2 separate regions of the Mus musculus genome follow, and region 2 is linked to region 1. A link is a contact called in public Hi-C data. All regions are on one chromosome and are shown on one strand. The core of a region is the stretch at or near the end of the contact, and the rest is flanking DNA. Distances in the headings are between cores, read along the strand shown.

What was found. A called contact is a pair of places that touch in the nucleus more often than the background predicts.
Region 2: a contact with region 1 is called in a Hi-C map of embryonic fibroblasts, with 2.9 times the contacts expected there. The contact joins two enhancer-like sites. A contact is called at or near these places in 1 of 15 datasets of contacts at CTCF or cohesin (the NIH/3T3 cell line), 6 of 484 Hi-C or Micro-C datasets (cerebral cortex, cortical neurons, embryonic fibroblasts and 1 more) and 2 of 115 datasets of contacts at active chromatin or transcription factors (the NIH/3T3 cell line and pancreatic cancer cells).

What each region holds. Positions count from the first base shown.
Region 1 is chr5:31,749,461-31,753,046 of GRCm38.p6, reverse strand. All of the region lies in intron 3 of Babam2 (BRISC and BRCA1 A complex member 2), which reads right to left. Among named protein-coding and RNA genes, the nearest start is that of Babam2, 53 kb to the right of the region's middle. Within about 2 kb of position 1,891, at least 64 of the 459 cell types and tissues checked have an H3K27ac peak or open chromatin away from gene starts, as enhancers often do. A contact at or near this core is called in the NIH/3T3 cell line, embryonic fibroblasts and pancreatic cancer cells, where this site is marked.
Region 2 is chr5:31,982,013-31,985,598 of GRCm38.p6, reverse strand. All of the region lies in intron 7 of Babam2 (BRISC and BRCA1 A complex member 2), which reads right to left. It overlaps Gm52770 (a long non-coding RNA gene), which reads left to right. Exons shown (of 3, transcript XR_003955739.1): 2 at 2,592-2,743. Among named protein-coding and RNA genes, the nearest start is that of Gm52770, 15 kb to the left of the region's middle. Within about 2 kb of position 1,633, at least 108 of the 459 cell types and tissues checked have an H3K27ac peak or open chromatin away from gene starts, as enhancers often do. A contact at or near this core is called in the NIH/3T3 cell line, embryonic fibroblasts and pancreatic cancer cells, where this site is marked.

The DNA of each region.
Region 1 (3,586 bases), core at 642-3,141:
GTCAATCTGATCCTAGTAACTTTCATTGCTCTTTTTCAATACAGAAACTAGGTTGTTCCTTTTCAAAACCAGATGCTATCTTGTCATACTGCAAGATCTCCCTTCCAATTAAGACTTTCCTCCACACGTTGTTTGGTGCCCCTGCTTTGCTCACTGAAAAACAGTATCTGGTTGTCTACTGCATACACAGGGTATGTCTACCATACACCATGACAGCCTCAGTGATCAGTGATCTTGTGTCATGTAATAATGTATATTATTCCTGTGTCTGCAGAATTAGTTTGTTAGAAGTAACTCATGCATCAAACTCCTCCGAACCTTGAATGTAAGTTTCTTCTCTGCATGCCATCCCAAGAGCACTGTCAGGATTTGGGCTGTTTCTACAGTGCTGTCTAATGTCCATAAAGTGGATATAAAATCTACCTTCAGCACAATTTCTTTGGGCTATTTCCCCCATGGAGGGGCAGAGCTTCCCTTTCCTTTCCTTCCCTTTCCCCTTCCCCTTCCCTTCCCCTTCCCTTCCCTCCCCTCCCCTTCCCTCCTCTTCCCTTTGTTAGGAGCTATGATGCAAGACCACAGTTACACTTCATATGCTACTGGACCCTGCTAAAGACAGGCTTCTCTCTCATAGAAATGAAAAGAATAGCCTGGAGTACAAAGAGCCTGTGCCACGACAGACAGCTCAGGGTGCTATGTTAAATAAAGTAACTCGCTCATGAGTTGGTATCCCCTTTATTAAACAGGTTCTTTTCTTTGGTGGACTAAGATTAAAAAAAGCAATTACTAGTCTACAGGAAGAAATCAGTTGCCAAAATCTAGCTTTCAACTCACAGAAAGCTAGATGTTCCCTTTTCTAATTCCCATCCACTATGGCAAGATACTGAGAAACGACTAAAGTGATGTTTCTCTCATCTTAAAGGGTGAAGAGGGTACTTTAACCACTTCTGTGTTCATTATAGTTTGAAAACTGTGAGGCAAATACTCAAGAAATTCACTCAGGTAAAGAGACTTAACAGATGCCAGTAACAGGAGCAGAAGTTCTGAGTGCTGAAAGAAACAGAAGAATTAAGTAGGCAACAATATGGCCTAATTAATTAGACTGAAGCTTAAAATCAAACACTCTAAGCAAAGCAAAATCCTGTTGTCCCTCTAAAGACTTCATCTGCACTGGGGAGAGGACTTCCACTCTTCACAGATGTTCTACTGCACACATCTGCATCATGGGAAAACAAGGCCAGACTTAGAGGTGACAAGAAAGATCACTTGCATTTTTGCCCTAGTCCAGCAATATGGGCAGAGTTCTTTCAAACTGCTACCTATCCAAAGCCTTTATAATTTGCCAAAGTTTGAAGTAATTTGTTCTTTCAAAGGAAGAAAGCAACAACAAGAAACAATAGTGTGTTTCCTGCCTTATGAAGAATACAACAGAGCTTCCCAACTGCACGTCCTAGAGACACATGCCAATTGCCTCACATGTACAGGAAAGCAGCTACTGATAGAGGACCAAACAGAATGGTCTACACAGGGAGGACAGAGCACAGAGCACACACGAACTGCCAGATTTCACCCCTGAGGCTGGCACATACACATTCCAGAAGGCTGGGGATCCTGGACCTTTGACAACCAAATTCCATCATCTTTCTCTGAGAGAACAGTTATCTTTCCAGAAGATGCATCAGAGAAATGCTACCCAGAGCCTTGCCAGGCCTATCTGCACTTAGTGGTCCTGGCCCTGCTTCCATTGTTCTTCCGTCTGTGTTGAGCCTCCATCTGAGACCATGCAGAACCACCTGAGCAAGAATCATGTTTGCCTGCACGCACCAACATGATCTCAGCCATGAGCCCACGATATGCCATGTGTGAGTCACAGGCAGTGATGATGGTAAAAAGAAAAACTAATATTTGGAGTTCACCAAATAATGAGTCACGCTCCTGGGAGAAAAGGAATCCTTACAGCTGGCAGCTCCTTAGTATGAAATTTTTAAATTGTTGTAACATTAATATTAATTCCATGAAAGCTGGCAAGAAGGAAATGAGTGAGAAATGCAGTATTTGGTTGCCTGGTACCATGTAAAGCCCAGTTCATGCTCCAAGAACAAGAATGAGAAGGACATCGACTGCCTACTCCTGACGTGCGTGCCTCCCACACTCACCCTGACAAGCTGCTCCATCTCCCACACAACACTTCCATACTAATTTTGACCCTCATGAGTTAAAAAGAAGTCTTGCTTTCTCGGTACCCAAATGCCAAGTGGGATCTTGTGGGCTCTCACCTTTATAAAGGGAATGTTTGAAAACAGGCCCCTTTGGCTGTGACATCAGTGAGTTGCTGAGGCCTGCAAGGGCCGGAGGAAAGATTCCCAGTCCCTCGCAGCGCTGCCGCACTCCTACGGTACAATCTGGCAATGGCCAGGGACCAAAGCTTTAAAGCTGTTTTATGGTATTTAACATATGGTCATAAATTGCTCAGTGCTCTAAAGAGGGGCTAAATTTGCCACCCCTATTGATGAGACATGTTCTTATTTATTTAAATTTAGTGGCAAACTGGCATTTCTCCAGAAGGAGAGGGTTAGGCACAAGTACAAAGAAAGAACTAATGAGAGCTGGTTTGCAGCTCTGCTATGTACTGAACACAACCACTATCAAGCAGGGGCTTACCATGAGAAAAACAATAATAGGGACAGATTCCAATGTCTAAGGCCCAAGGAGGGGGAGGAGTACAGATTTGATTCGGAATACATTTTTTATTTTTTTCAGAATACATTTAAAAACTTTTAATCATTTTCTCTTTTTCCTCCAACAAGGGCTGTCTACCCATCTCTCTGTTGCCTCTGCCTCTTTATTCTCCTCACAAATTAGAGATCCTTGGTCTTTACTTGAAATCTCTGTAATTCCCTAGAATATCCCAAATCTTGCAAGCATTTTCTGATTTTGCCATATTTTTGGCTAAGTTTTTTTTAATGGATATAATTCTCCATCTCTAAAAATATAATCCTACCAAGATATTAAGTTCCCTTCCCTCTACAAGTCAGCAATCATATAGCATTTGAGTGTGTGGAGGGTGTATGCAAATGATATTAACAGGGATGGTGTCAACAGGTAAATACCAAAGCAGCGTCACCAGTGAATTCGGTTTTATATCTATACGGTGATTATCTTGCTTAGATCTGGGATGTGAAAGGGATTTCTACAAGCTGGAGGTTCGGCAGCAGTCTGGGAACAGTCTTTTTAAAACTCTACTAAGAAAGATTAGGCTGTTTATATCACACAAAAGTCTTTCTTTATAATTTTAAAATAGAGAAGATCCATACATGGCCCAGAAAGGAAAATCTGCATATAGACAGGAATAGAGACAGCAATTATCAATGTACACAAGTTAGTATGAATGTCATATGCTAGAAACTAGGAAGTGGGATATATTTCTCAGGAGGATGAAATATGTCATCTCAGCCATGTTCCCCCAAGGCAGACCAATGATCCAGTGATCAAGGAGATTAGATCATGCCATGAAAAGACTGCTGCTGTGAAACCTGACCTGATCTAGAGTAACTGGGTTATCTGAAGTGGCCATAAAATGGCTCATAAG
Region 2 (3,586 bases), core at 384-2,883, 230 kb before region 1:
ACACTCTAGTCCCAAACATTTCAGATAGAGGACACTCTACCTGTGTCAAATGACAATGTTGAACTTCCCAAATAAACATTCAAAGTCTATAAATGTCTGTATTCTTTTCCTCAAATAGTTACTATGGAAAGGAAGATTTTTAAGGGTGTTGGGGTTAGTAAACATTTTTGGTACAGTCAGTTAATAAATATTGCTCTTGCTGCTTTAGAAGATGTGTAAATGAATGTGCATGGCCATGCACCAACGCAACTTTATGACTACAGAAAATTGAATTCCATACAGTTTTTACAAGTTATGAAACATCATTCTTTAAATGCTTTTCTAACCAGAAAAATGCAAAGATTATTCAGAGCTGGTGGGCCACACGTTACCAGCCACTGGCTGGATCTGCCCAGTGCCTATAGCTTGTCTCTTGACTCAGAATGACTTGAGGGTTTTACAGAGGCTGGAAAAAAAAAAAAAAAAACCAAAACAGAAACATCCAGGAGGAAACACAGGCAAAAGCCTAAGATGAGGATGTTAGCAGAAACAAAAGCAGGCCCCTTTGTCAGGTGTCTTTGGTACCCCACTGGGGTAGTTAGTGTCATTCCTCTATCGACTTCTTTAGGCATTGGGTGAGGGGCACATCAGGCACTTCATGAACCGTGGGAGTTCTTACGATCGCATTAGATTGTAACTGTGCAAGAGCGAGCTATTTATATGATTCCGAACGAAGCTTGAGGCATATTCTGGTGTTTTTTACATCTATGTTAGGTGAAAAAGCTGCCTACAGAAGCCTGCCTCCCACCCAAAATACTAGCTGTTAGCTGCTGACTGATCCTCGGCAATATTAAGATGAATCATATATGCTCTTTTCTCAGTGCAAAAAGAGATAATTTTGAAACTCAAAAAATTTCACTTTGGGTAGTCACAAACCACACAGTAGAAAAGCTGTCCAGCCGTAAAGTTGTAAATAAATAGAACCCACTCCTGCGTGGACATCTTTTGCTTCTTTTAAACTGTGACGCTTTTTTAGGCCTCACCTCCTGCATGGTGTTGAAATGATAAAATGTTGCAAGCATGTTCCGTGCCTAGGCCGGAAGGCAGCCTTGGCTTCCCTTCTCTCTTCCCTGGCGCTCCACACCCTTGATCTACAGAACCCACACCCTTTCTCAGGCAGCTGCCTTTTCACCTACCCCAACCAGCCTGTGGCTTTCCTGGCTTGCCCTTGCTTGGTCTATAAGGTGCCAGCTGCTGGCAGAGCCTAGTCGTTTCCTATGACAGAAAAACTCTGTGTTTCTTTCTCCTTATTGTGTGGAGAAGCAGGTATTTTTGGCCTCAATTTCTAAGATCTGTTTTATTTCTCTTGTTACTAAGCAGGTCACTGCCACCCTCATTTTTTGCTGTGTCATCATTTTCCCACATTACCCTGTTTGGCACCGAGGGATGAACCACATCAAATGGAGGAATTGCAACCACACATTGCCTTGAGAAGGAAGCAAGGGAGACCTTAGGGTGTGTGTGTGTGTGTGTGTGTAATGACCATTTTGGGGGCTTGTTCTCCCATAATCAAATCCTGCCTATCTTAACAATGTGGTGGTGTGTCAAAGCATTGGAATTCTGCTTTACTCAGCAACCCAGAACTTTATAGGAAAATGAAGCAACAAAATGTTGGTCTTCCTGTTAACTTGTACTTAGCATGGGACTGTTTGTTTCCCTATGACATTCCAGTCAAATCTCCTAAGTTTCTGGAGCTCTGGGCTATCCACAGAGGCCCATGCAGTGTCCTGACATCCTTAGGCATGGTTCTTTTTTTACTTACTTATTGATGCCAGTGCCTAAACTCATTGGTTCATGTTTTTATTTAACAAACTATCACTTGTACTAAGTAGACAGTCTACCACTAAGCTAGATTCCCACTTTCTTCTAACCTGTCCCGAGAGAAACATCATGCATTAGAAGTGAAAGTCTTAAATCCAATAAACCAAAGAAGCAATTTGCTTGCAAACATTTTAGACACTGCTGGGGACCCAGATCAGTGGGAAGATACTTACCTAGCGAGTATGAACAAGTTTCTGGGTTCTTTAGGCTCTGTTAGGAAACCAAGCTAACCCAAAATGGCTCCATCTATGTTGCTAGCAGCAGTGCAGGTCTGGCTCTGGGACCCTTACAACATGTGAGAATCTGTAGTTAACACAGATGGGCCTGTATCAACTGACGTTTTGCCAGCTAACTAAAAACATGTGCCCAACAAGTAAAGCATCCGGGCACTAACGTAAGATGCCACAATCCCAACTGGGACGTTGAGAAGTCACATTTGATATCTTTAGGATACTGTGCTAGGGCTGATGTTTAATGACAGCTGGCTCGTGCTCATCAGCATGGAAAACAGCACTTAGAGGCGGAGCACGTGCAGTGATTTGATCTTTGTGACTAACATGGGCAATTAAGCAGTTCATAAAATGAATGTCGGTATTTTTGCTGTTGTTTTGGTTTGGCGTGCATGCAGTTTTGGCTAATGTTGGAATTAGCCTTTCTTGAACATCATCTGTAGAATGTGTATAAGCTGTCTGTAGTACCAGGCAGTGAGCCTCTACTTCCTTCTGTCCCAGATTAGCACACCCAGGTAATACAAACGCCTTCCAGAGATTCTCTTGGAGCCGAAGGAGACAAATCTGTAGCTAGTTCTGCTGCAGATCCAGAGGACCAACTATCCAACGGGTGCCCAGCATGAGAAACACTGTCAAGCACACAGAAGGAGAAGGTACCCATCTAGTCTTCTCAGTTAACAAGCAATTGGTGTTCTCCAGCGCGGATGTTCAGCAGTCCTGATCCACCTTTATGAGCCAAATTATCCATATAATTTTATTTGCCTATTGACCTCCCTGCTCCCATTTCAAGCCCCTTATGATCCCTCTCCACAACTCCTGGCAGCTGCCCAGTGGGTCAGACCACGCTCATGTCAAGGAGCTGAACAATGCTGAAGGGAAGGAGGACGGAGCCAGAGTGCCAGGGCTGCAGGTAGTGTTTTCTCAGAAGCCCTCTCTACATTCTGCCACTGTCCAGACAGGATGGCAGCAGACCCACTTCTCCACCTCTCCATTGACAACCATCCTCCTCCTGAGGCCCGGTGGCAAGCAGAAGGAGGCGCTTATATTTGGTAGCAGGTTGCAGAGAGAAAGTTGAGGACAAAACATGATGAAAGGGAACAGGTGGGATCTGGAGTGATGACGCACTGAGGATGCTAACTGTAGTCAGCACTTAGCCTTAGAAGATGTATGGGTTCCTGTCACTGCCGCTTTAATCTCAGAAGATAGCTCACTTCCTAGCAGATAGTGAGGCTCAGTTCCATTAGCAGCCGTCTACACAAAACTGAGGAGTTGCTTTGGAAAAGCAGAACTTATTTATTATCTTTAATTAAAAAACCCTATCATTTTAAACACTTCTTATTCAGGTCTCTGAAATAGGTAACTAACACCAGCCGTGACAATAATGATGGCCTCACCGTTCCCAGGCAAGGCTACTGGGCATGTGTGAGGCAGAGCACAGGGACCTAGTGTCTGGGCGAACTGGGCTTGTAGACCTGAAATTCAGAAGAAAGCGCTTA